2 separate regions of the Pan troglodytes genome follow, and region 1 is linked to region 2. The links are chromatin contacts, called in public Hi-C maps. All regions are on one chromosome and are shown on one strand. The core of a region is the stretch at or near the end of the contact, and the rest is flanking DNA. Distances in the headings are between cores, read along the strand shown.

Region 1 (4,176 bases), core at 1,655-4,154, 280 kb before region 2:
TAATCTGTATCAAGATGTTTTTTTTTACACCAGAATTGTTTCAATGTTTGTTTTACCCCATATTCTCATTCTTGATAATTTATTATACAAAATTATAATATTTGCTGAGCATTGCCACATGCTCTTCACTGTAATGGATTATAGATTAACTTGCAGTAAGGAGAAAAGCACTTTCCACAAACATATTTATTTCAGTATGAACTAAAATGAAAAACATAGGAAACTAAATCTTCAACAACTAGGTAAATTTTTATATAACAACTCAAAGGAATAATTCAAGACATTAAAAATGTGTAAATTATAAAATTGTGTGTTAAATGAATGCAAATAAAAAACTATAGAAGCAAAAAAAAATGAAAGTTAAAGAGGCAGAATTTTAAATAAAATGTTGCCTTAAAAGTTACTTGAGGCTGGGCACCGTGGCTCATGCCTGTAATCCCAACACTTTGGGAGGCCGAGGCGGGCAGATCACAAGGTCAGGAGTTCGAGACCAGCCTGGGCAACATGGTGAAACCCTGTCTCTATTAAAAATACAAAAATTAGCCAGGTGTGGTGGCAGGCGGCTGTAATCCCAGCTACTCGGGAGGCTGAGGCAGGAGAATCGCTTGAAACTGGAAGGCGGAGGTTGCAGTGAGCTGAGATCGCGCCATTGTACTCCAGTCTGGGTGACAAGAGTGAGATTCCACCTCAAAAAAAAAAAAAAGTTATTTGAAAAACTACACACACACACACACACAAATGTGTAGAAGGATCAGATAATACAAGGCTTCATTTCATTTCTTTGGCTGTTGAGGCAACTTTTAAAAAGCCTTCTCTTACACCAACTAAAATATTCTTGTCCTTTCCTGCTTTCATAGCCTACATCTTCCTGTTTGTGAATACAGGTAGGAGATGTTGGAGTGGCAATCTGGGGCTCTCCCGTGGTTTACAGTGAAGAAAATAACTCAGTTTCATCAAGAGGCTGGCAAATGTTTTGCAGATATTTTACAATTGTATCAACCATAACAATGCCACGGATTCTACAAGGCTAAAAACCAGGCAGCAAGGCATTTGTCTTTCGGCTATTTTTGCTTAGAAGTTATTGGTGTTTGGCCTTATTTTTCTTATATTGTAAACTTTTTGGATATTGGATATTTAGTTGTAAATGTCAGCTTGTTTATATTTGAGTTTACTCAACATTGGAATCCCTAAGGAATTCTTGAAGTTTGATAAATTCCCAGATACAACGGCACAATTCAGGGAGAGGAGTTTAGAGTCGTGAGTACCCTTTGCAGGAAGATAATGGTAAGCAAAACCTACTCTTAAAAGTTGTGTTGGGGGGTAGACCACAGTAGCTGATGGATGGTGAATGGTCTCAGGGTGGGAGTGGAGAATGGAGAAGGAAGAGGAGGCTCTGGGGCATAAAATGATGGGCCCTATACTAGCACCTCATTCTTGCTTTTACAGGGGAGGGAAAGACTTTTCCTCTACCCTCCTAGGTTTAAAATTTGAGTCTGTGAAACAAACTGACAATACGCAGATTAACCGGAGAAAAGGTATACAAATTTATTGCATGGATGGGGCATCACAAGAGAAAAAAAAATGAATACCCAAAAAAGTGGTGAGATTTGGGAGCTTATACTGTCTTCGTAGGGGAAAGAAGAAGAGGGATACGGACAACTTAGGAGAGGGTAAATAATTTGGGGGAAAGAATGAGCCCTTAGGGAGATGGAATCGTTTGTAGCAAACTATTATATTCTATTATAGATGTAATAGAAGTGGTGTCCACTTCTAATCTTCTGTCCTGTTGTAATAGTCAATCTTCCTGGTTGATTAACCTACCAGAGAGGGGAATTAATGACAACTGAGTTCATTTTGGAGGATCTGTCTTCAGGCAGGTAAGGGAGAGTTCAGAGAAAGCCTCTCCCTGCATTTGCTGTCTTTCAAGTATCTTCAGCTTCAAATAATTAGTATACCAAAGTAGCATATTTTGGGGTGGCATGTCCCAAATGCCTTTGCTTTCTTTTTTCTGAGTTTGGGAAATGTTCTTCCTTTTCTTGGGCACATTGTCCCCACCAAAGACAGAACAAACAAACAATTCAAGCTTTTATGCAATGAGATAGACACGGTGCTAGGCCTGCTCCCATTTTTGGCCTCCTGCAAAAATCCCAAGGAGCAACCTGGGAATATATATATATATTTTTAAGATGGAGTTTCGCTCTTGTTGCCCAGGCTGGAGTGCAATGGTGCGATCTCAGCTCACTGCAACCTCCACCTCCCAGGTTCAAGCAATTCTGCCTCAGCCTCCCAAGTAGCTGGGACTACAGGCATGCGCCACCACACCTGGCTAATTTTTGTATTTTTAGTAGCGACGGGGTTTCTCCATGTTGGCCAGGGTTGTCTCAAACTCCTGACCTCAGGTGATCCGCCTGCCTCGGCTTCCCAAAGTGCTGGGATTACAGGCATGGGCCACTGCGCCTGGCTGCAACTTGGGATTTTTGTAGGAAATCAGGAACAAGGCTCAGGAATGCTGTCCTGAAAATGATCAGTTTTTATTCTCCTCAAATCCTTTCACCTGCCTGTCTTGCTAGGGGTGTGGAGAATACATAAAGGTACACAGAACTAGAAGGATGGAGGAAATAATGAGGCTGTCATGGGAGATTTCCTAAAGGTTACTATGAATTAGCTAATTTGTGATACCTTGTTGCTAATTGCTGAAGAGAGGCTGCTCTTGTATTCAGAGTTATGGCTATGCCAGTTCCTTCTGGGCACCATTCATATGGATGAGTTTGCCTCTTGTTCTACATCAGTGCCTCCTGGTTTGCCCTCCTCTTTACACTCTTGACATGCAGAGGCGAAGGCAAGTGTGGTTGTGCTTTCGTTAATTTTGTATGGGAGGAAGTGGTTGTTCAGTGACCTTGGAAAAGCCCAGTGCTGATGTTTTACAGCAGGTGGCAGCCTTTCCCTGGGAGAGAAGACAGAGCTAGTATGATCTAATGCAAAATTGTTTAGGGTTTTATTGCTTTTCCTTGATAGACGTGTCAAGTGATTACCTGACCCTGAAGTTGAAATTGGCTTTATCACAGAGGGAAGAGAAGCAGAGATCCTAAGCCCTGGAAAAGGGAGTGTAAACTCACTTCTGGGGCTCAATCCCACAGCTGCTGCCTCTGAAGAAACTGGTGGCTGCCCTCAGGGAGTCTGGTCAAGTTCAGACACCACGTGGCATCTCTGAGCAAGGGCCCACAGAGAGACACAGATTGGAGCAGGGAGACACAGATTGAAGCAGATCAACAATTACCCTGCTGTATTTTGTGAAGGAGGGCATTTGATAGCAAGTACCCCCTTTCCATTCCAGATGTGTAAAGCAGCCTTTTTTTTTTTTTTTGAGATGGAGTCTTGCTCTGTCACCCAGGCTGGAATGCCGTGGTGCGATCTCGGCTCGCTGCAAGCTCCACCTCCCGGGTTCACGCCATCCTCCTGCCTCAGCCTCCCAATGTAGCTGGGACTACAGGCGCCCACCACCATGCCCGGCTAATTTTTTGTATTTTTAGTAGAGACGGGGTTTCACCGTGTTAGCCAGGATGGTCTTGATCTCCTGACCTCATGATCTGCCCACCTCAGGCTCCCAAAGTGCTGGGACTACAGGCTTGAACCACTGCACCTGGCCGCAGCCTTTTAAACTAATCTGCCAAATGGTTTTCTTAAGGTTATTCAGTTACTTGCATTCAAATTTGCAAAGTGCTTAATAAAAGGAAAGGCAGACTTGGTGGAGAAGCTTGATGCTGGAAACACATCCAATTTGTTTCTGAATTCTTTTTTGTCTTTTTAATTTTTTGTTAATTTTAATTTTTTTGAGACAAGATCACACTCTGTCACCCAGGCTGGAGTGCAGTGGCATGATCTTGGCTCATTGCAACCTTCGCCTTCCAGGTTCAAGCGATTCTCGTGCCTCAGCCTCCCAAGTAACTGGGACTACAGGCGCTCACCACCATGCCCATAGGAGTTTTTTGTATTTTTATTAGAGATGGGGTTTCACCATGTTGGTCAGGCTGGTCTTGAACTCCTGACCTCAAGAGATCCACCTGCCTCGGCCTCCCAAAGTGTTGGGATTACAGGTATAAGCCACTGTGCCAGGTCTGTTTCTGATTTCTTAATGGTAGGATTGTATGTATCATTTATCAATAAAGTGCTATGTAG
Region 2 (4,792 bases), core at 1,184-3,683:
GTGGCAGAGAAACAAGGAACCATCAAGCAAAGGGGGCATCTGGGGTGAGTGTATAGATCCAGCCCTGACCCTCATTAACTAGTGGAGATGCTCATAAGATTGTGGGCTTCTTGAGGGCAAGGGCGCCCTCTTATTCATCTTTGTGTGAATGGCACAAAGTCGGTGTTGGGTAATGTCTGTTGATTGCTGAAGCGCTGGCAAGATGCCTAAGGGAAGAGAAGCATTGATTAATCTAGTGGTGCCTTCTCACACCCTGCTTTGATTGGGGGCAATGGCAATGTTAACCTCAAAAGGTGTGTGGTGCTTTACGGTGTACACAATGCATCAGTCTACAATTGCGAGATGATTTTTATCCCCATTAGAAGGAAAATAAAACAGAGGTGCAGGGAAGTTAAGTGACTTGCAATGCTACAGATTGATTTGAAAGCACTGGCACTGGAGTCAGTCAGATGAGTTTGAGTCCTAACTCTGCCTTGAACTAAGTAGTTACCATGTGGCTATGTGGCAATGAGCTAGGTCCTTACACCCTAGAAACTCTACTTTCCTCATGGATAAAATCAAGATGATGACGGCACCATTTACATAGGATTATCTTGAGGATTAAATGAGATTATGCATATAAAGTGTCAGGCACATAGTAAGTGCTCAGTAAATACTGGCATTTGCTAGTGGTCATAGAGCTGGGGCTCTGGTTGTCTGACTTCAGTCAAATATTCTTTGACCCAGATTTGAAGCCTGTGATCAGCACATTTATATTGAACAAATGCACGGCAGAATATTGAGAAGGAATTTATGACAATATTTACATAAAGAGTTGGCATTTGCATTGATGAAACCAAAAACAGAGCCCTAAGAACTGACCAGGGAGAAAAACCATGGATGTCTCTGAGGAATTTGATATAACTATATAACTATAATGTTCAGCACAGTGACCTTGGCTTGGAGTCACCAACTGATTTCAATTGTTGTTTGAGTTATCACTGGAGAATGGAATATCATTCATTTGTTTAACAAACATTTCTTGGGCACCTGCTGTGTGCCAGCCACTGTGCTGTGAGTCAGGATGTAATGGAGAGCAGAAGAGGCAGAGCCTGCGGCTGCACGAAGTCCCCAGTCAGGTAGGAACACTGGAGGGGCTGCTCTCAGCCTTGAGAATCTCAGCAGCCAAGGAGCCACGCCCCTGGTGGGTCGGGGGACCACTCAGACGGGTGGTGACCAGGCTCTGTTATGATTTATTTTCTCTTAATGGTAAAGTTGTGAGCAAGTCTCAACTCTCATTTCTTCTTAGAGAAAATATAGGCAAGAAGTGGTCACAGAAATAAAGCTGGAGAGGAGGAGTCCTTTTTTTGGGTAGGGTCCTAGGATCCATGAAAACATCTCCAGATGGCAGATGGTCTGGAGGGAGAATCCCATGGCTTATCCTCATCTAATCGGATCATCTATCTTCTTAAATGCTATCCCAAAGGATATGTGTCTTGGCTGGGTGAGACAGTGGAGGAAACCCCTTTGATTTTCTTGATGAGACTTCTCTTCCTTCGGTGTAGATTCACAGAGAAATGATGGTTTAATAGAGAGATCTAAATTATCCAAAATTAACAACTTGACATTGATGGTGTTAGCCTCATAACTACTGATACAGAGACAACCAGAGCTAAAGCATTGGCTTTTAGGCCCCCTTTCTAGGACAATATGCTTATTTCCAAAGGAAATGCATTCTCCCATCCAGGTCATATCTTCTGGCTGTCCCAAAGCCAACACTGGAGCTGGTAGAAGGGACTGAGGTATGATTTGTGTCATGCCTTTTTATTTGTCAGACCAGCAAATGCCATACTTGACTCATAGAGTCAGCTTGGGGATTAAATGAGATCATATATGTAAAACAGCAGAGTGCCTAACTTGTGACAAAGACTTAACATTTGCTAACCATTTGGAATGGATGTCTGGTTTGGGTCTGTCTAGCACTCCTATCTCCTTTGGAGAACAGTCCCCCTTCCATTCCACACTGCCTCGGTGGGCATGGTACCCCTTCTCCTGAATGCAGCAAGAGAGAGTTAGGCCCACATACAGGGACATGCAGAGATGAGAATGGGATAGACAGAGAGAGAGTCCTGGCATGTGTGAGACCAGACATGGTTCCTAAATCCCGGATTCCTATAGCTTCTTTTTCAATTCTGAGTCACCTTGGGCCAAGCCACAGAGGTGAGCAAAGAGTTCCCATTTTACTTAAGCAGCCTGAGTTGAGGTTCCATAATTTGCCATTGGTCCCATGAGGATGTGAGGCCGTGATGCCGTAAGTCCACGTGGCAGGAGAACTGGGTGGACAGTAACCTTTTAGGTGCCCACAACTGAGAAGTGAGAATGTTCTCAGAGCACCCCTGGGTCTTAGTCACTGACATTTAAACAGGCTGCAAAACATCTTTCACCTGCCTCTTACATGCCCTCTGTGAATTACATATTGTGGCTTACCACCGAAAGTAACACCTCCCTTCTGAGTCTCAAAGACAGCAAGGCAAGCCGAGAACTTGGAGCTGTGTATTAGTGAGAGGAACCTCCCACTGGTTTAGATCAGGGAGGACATCCCGTGGTCTGCTCAGGTCAGTCATGCCCCAGGCCAGCAGCTGGAAGGACAGCAGAGTGGGCTCAGTGAGCAGTGAATATAACCCAGAAAATAGATGTTCATCTCAAGGGCAGTCTCTGGGCGTCATGCATCTTTGGACCCCCAGGGCTGAGTGCTGCATCAAGGAGTCTGAAGTTCTTTAAGGTCCCAGTGAATGGAACGGAATCTGCCCCAGCTGGCAGCGTGTCCCCGGCTGCACTAAATGAGATTCTGTGGGGTACGGGGAAAGGCATGAGAACTTTAGGCCCCTGAGGTCAGGGAGACACAGCCAAATAGCTCAGATACAAAGTGTCTTGGCAGGCACAGAGGGGTGTAGCAGTGAGGTGAGTGGGCGGCGGGGGGGTGCATTTTTTGCTAGTGTGCCCAGTTTTGTTGACAAAAACGGTAGCATCTGAGCAGGACCTTGACCAACTGGTGGGATGCAGGGTGAGTGATATGCGCAAGATGTGGTCCTGGGCCAGCACCATCAGCATCGTCTGGGAACTTGTTAGAAAGGCAGAGTCTTGGCCAGGCATGGTGGCTCATGCCTGTAATCCCAGCTCTTTGGGAAGCCGAGGTGGGCGGATCACAAGGTCAGGAGATCGAGACCATCCTGGCTAACATGGTGAAACCCCATCTCTACTAAAATACAAAAAATTAGCCAAGTGTGGTGGCATGTGCCTGTAGTCCCAGCTACTCAGGAGGCTGAGGCAGGGGAATCGCTTGAGCCCGGGAGGCAGAGGTTGCAGTGAGCCGAGATCGGCCCAGTGCACTCCAGCCTGGCAACATGGGACCAGGCGTGCAAGGCAGGCAGGCATCTGATTGCAGGATCCCCAATACCAGATTTTAGAATCATGTCATTTTTCCATACCATTGAGAAGCTCCTGAAAGTTTTTGAAGAAGAGTGAGTCATTCATTTATTCACTCAGCTAATATTTACCAAGCACCTACCACGTGCCAGGCCCTACATGGGCACCAAGATCCAACAGTCAACGTGCCCACATTAGCTAAGGGCAACTTTTAAGCAAGGGCTTATTCAGAGACAAGATTGCTATTGTCTGTCTTTTCCATCTGATTTGCGAATGGAACATACACCTGCTGTGCTCTCCAGAAACAACTCTGCTCCTTGTCTCTGACAGAAGCGCTTCAGTTGAGCATTTATGGAAGTTTCTAACAGTGGTGATGTGAATGGATGACAGAAAGCAGGCGCGTGCGCACACGCAGTTTTGAAAGGCTGGGGGCCAGTGGGAGAACGCATTTTCTTTCAGGTCTGTGCTGCCTGCCAGGGAGCTGCTGTTCTCGTGCGGCATCTTAAGATGGCCCTGGCAGCCTTTGGCTTTTGCCTTGTGAGGGTCAATGGGCTTCAGGTGTTTCTGTGTTGATCTAACAGTTTCAGGAAGCCGTGGGCCGGGAGGGTGGGGGTGAGCGAGGGGAGGAGTGGGGAAGGGAAGGAGGAAGGCTGTGGGTAGCTTCTCTTCTGTTCTCACATGACAGCTCTGATGAAATTAGAGTGTGATCTCAAAGACAAGCTGGTCTTTTCATCTGAATTAAATGAAATAGGCCAATATGCTCTTCTAGAAGATCAAACATACCCAGGACAATGTTCAATCCTCTTTCTTTGTCCCACTTTGGGACAAAAACCAAACTGGGGAAAAGAACGGGGAGGCTGGAGCGCCTGCTGGGGCCCCTTCTCTGCCCACACGGCTCCTCTTGGGCTCTGGGCAGGCTGAGCTTAGCGGGCATTGCCCTCTGCTGGGGCATATCAGGAGAAATGAGCTAAGGCCAGGGGTGGTCCTATCAGGTGGCAGAGGACAGGATTTGGACGAGTCGCAGGGCTATTACTGATGGAGATTTAGCACTCTGGCCTCTGAGAAAACAGCCAGGTTTCTGATCTGCCCAAGCCCTCTGTCTCTCCTGTCAGGGGCCTTCTCAGCACCCCCTAAACATTCCAATTCCTCTCCTACTCCAGTCTATTCCGTTCTTTCTCTGAATGGTCCACAGCTTATCCCAGGTCTGTGGGCAGAGGGGAAAGAAACAGAAGGGAGAGCTGAGAAATCTCTCCCGCCCAGCACAGTCGGTATCACAAGCTCTGTGTCCAGTTTCCTTGTCCTATATTTGGTAACACGACAGTGGCCTTTCTGACTGATGCGAGCCCCTGTTCTCTTCGCTCCCTGGGGATTGCTGATAGGAGGCCAG

The links. Hi-C and Micro-C count contacts between places; a contact is called where the count stands out from the background.
Region 1: a Hi-C map of a lymphoblastoid cell line shows a contact between it and region 2, with 4 times the contacts expected there. The contact joins two enhancer-like sites. A contact is called at or near these places in 5 of 7 Hi-C or Micro-C datasets (blood, induced pluripotent stem cells, a lymphoblastoid cell line and 1 more) and 1 of 1 other capture datasets (stem cell-derived neural stem cells).

Annotation. Positions count from the first base shown.
Region 1 is chr12:58,675,034-58,679,209 of NHGRI_mPanTro3-v2.0_pri, reverse strand. The region is part of intron 3 of LOC134807899 (a long non-coding RNA gene); the gene reads right to left. Among named protein-coding and RNA genes, the nearest start is that of VPS54, 29 kb to the left of the region's middle. Within about 2 kb of position 2,904, at least 5 of the 24 cell types and tissues checked have an H3K27ac peak or open chromatin away from gene starts, as enhancers often do. A contact at or near this core is called in a lymphoblastoid cell line, where this site is marked.
Region 2 is chr12:58,394,597-58,399,388 of NHGRI_mPanTro3-v2.0_pri, reverse strand. No RefSeq gene overlaps it. Among named protein-coding and RNA genes, the nearest start is that of LGALSL, 130 kb to the right of the region's middle. Within about 2 kb of position 2,433, at least 5 of the 24 cell types and tissues checked have an H3K27ac peak or open chromatin away from gene starts, as enhancers often do. A contact at or near this core is called in a lymphoblastoid cell line, where this site is marked.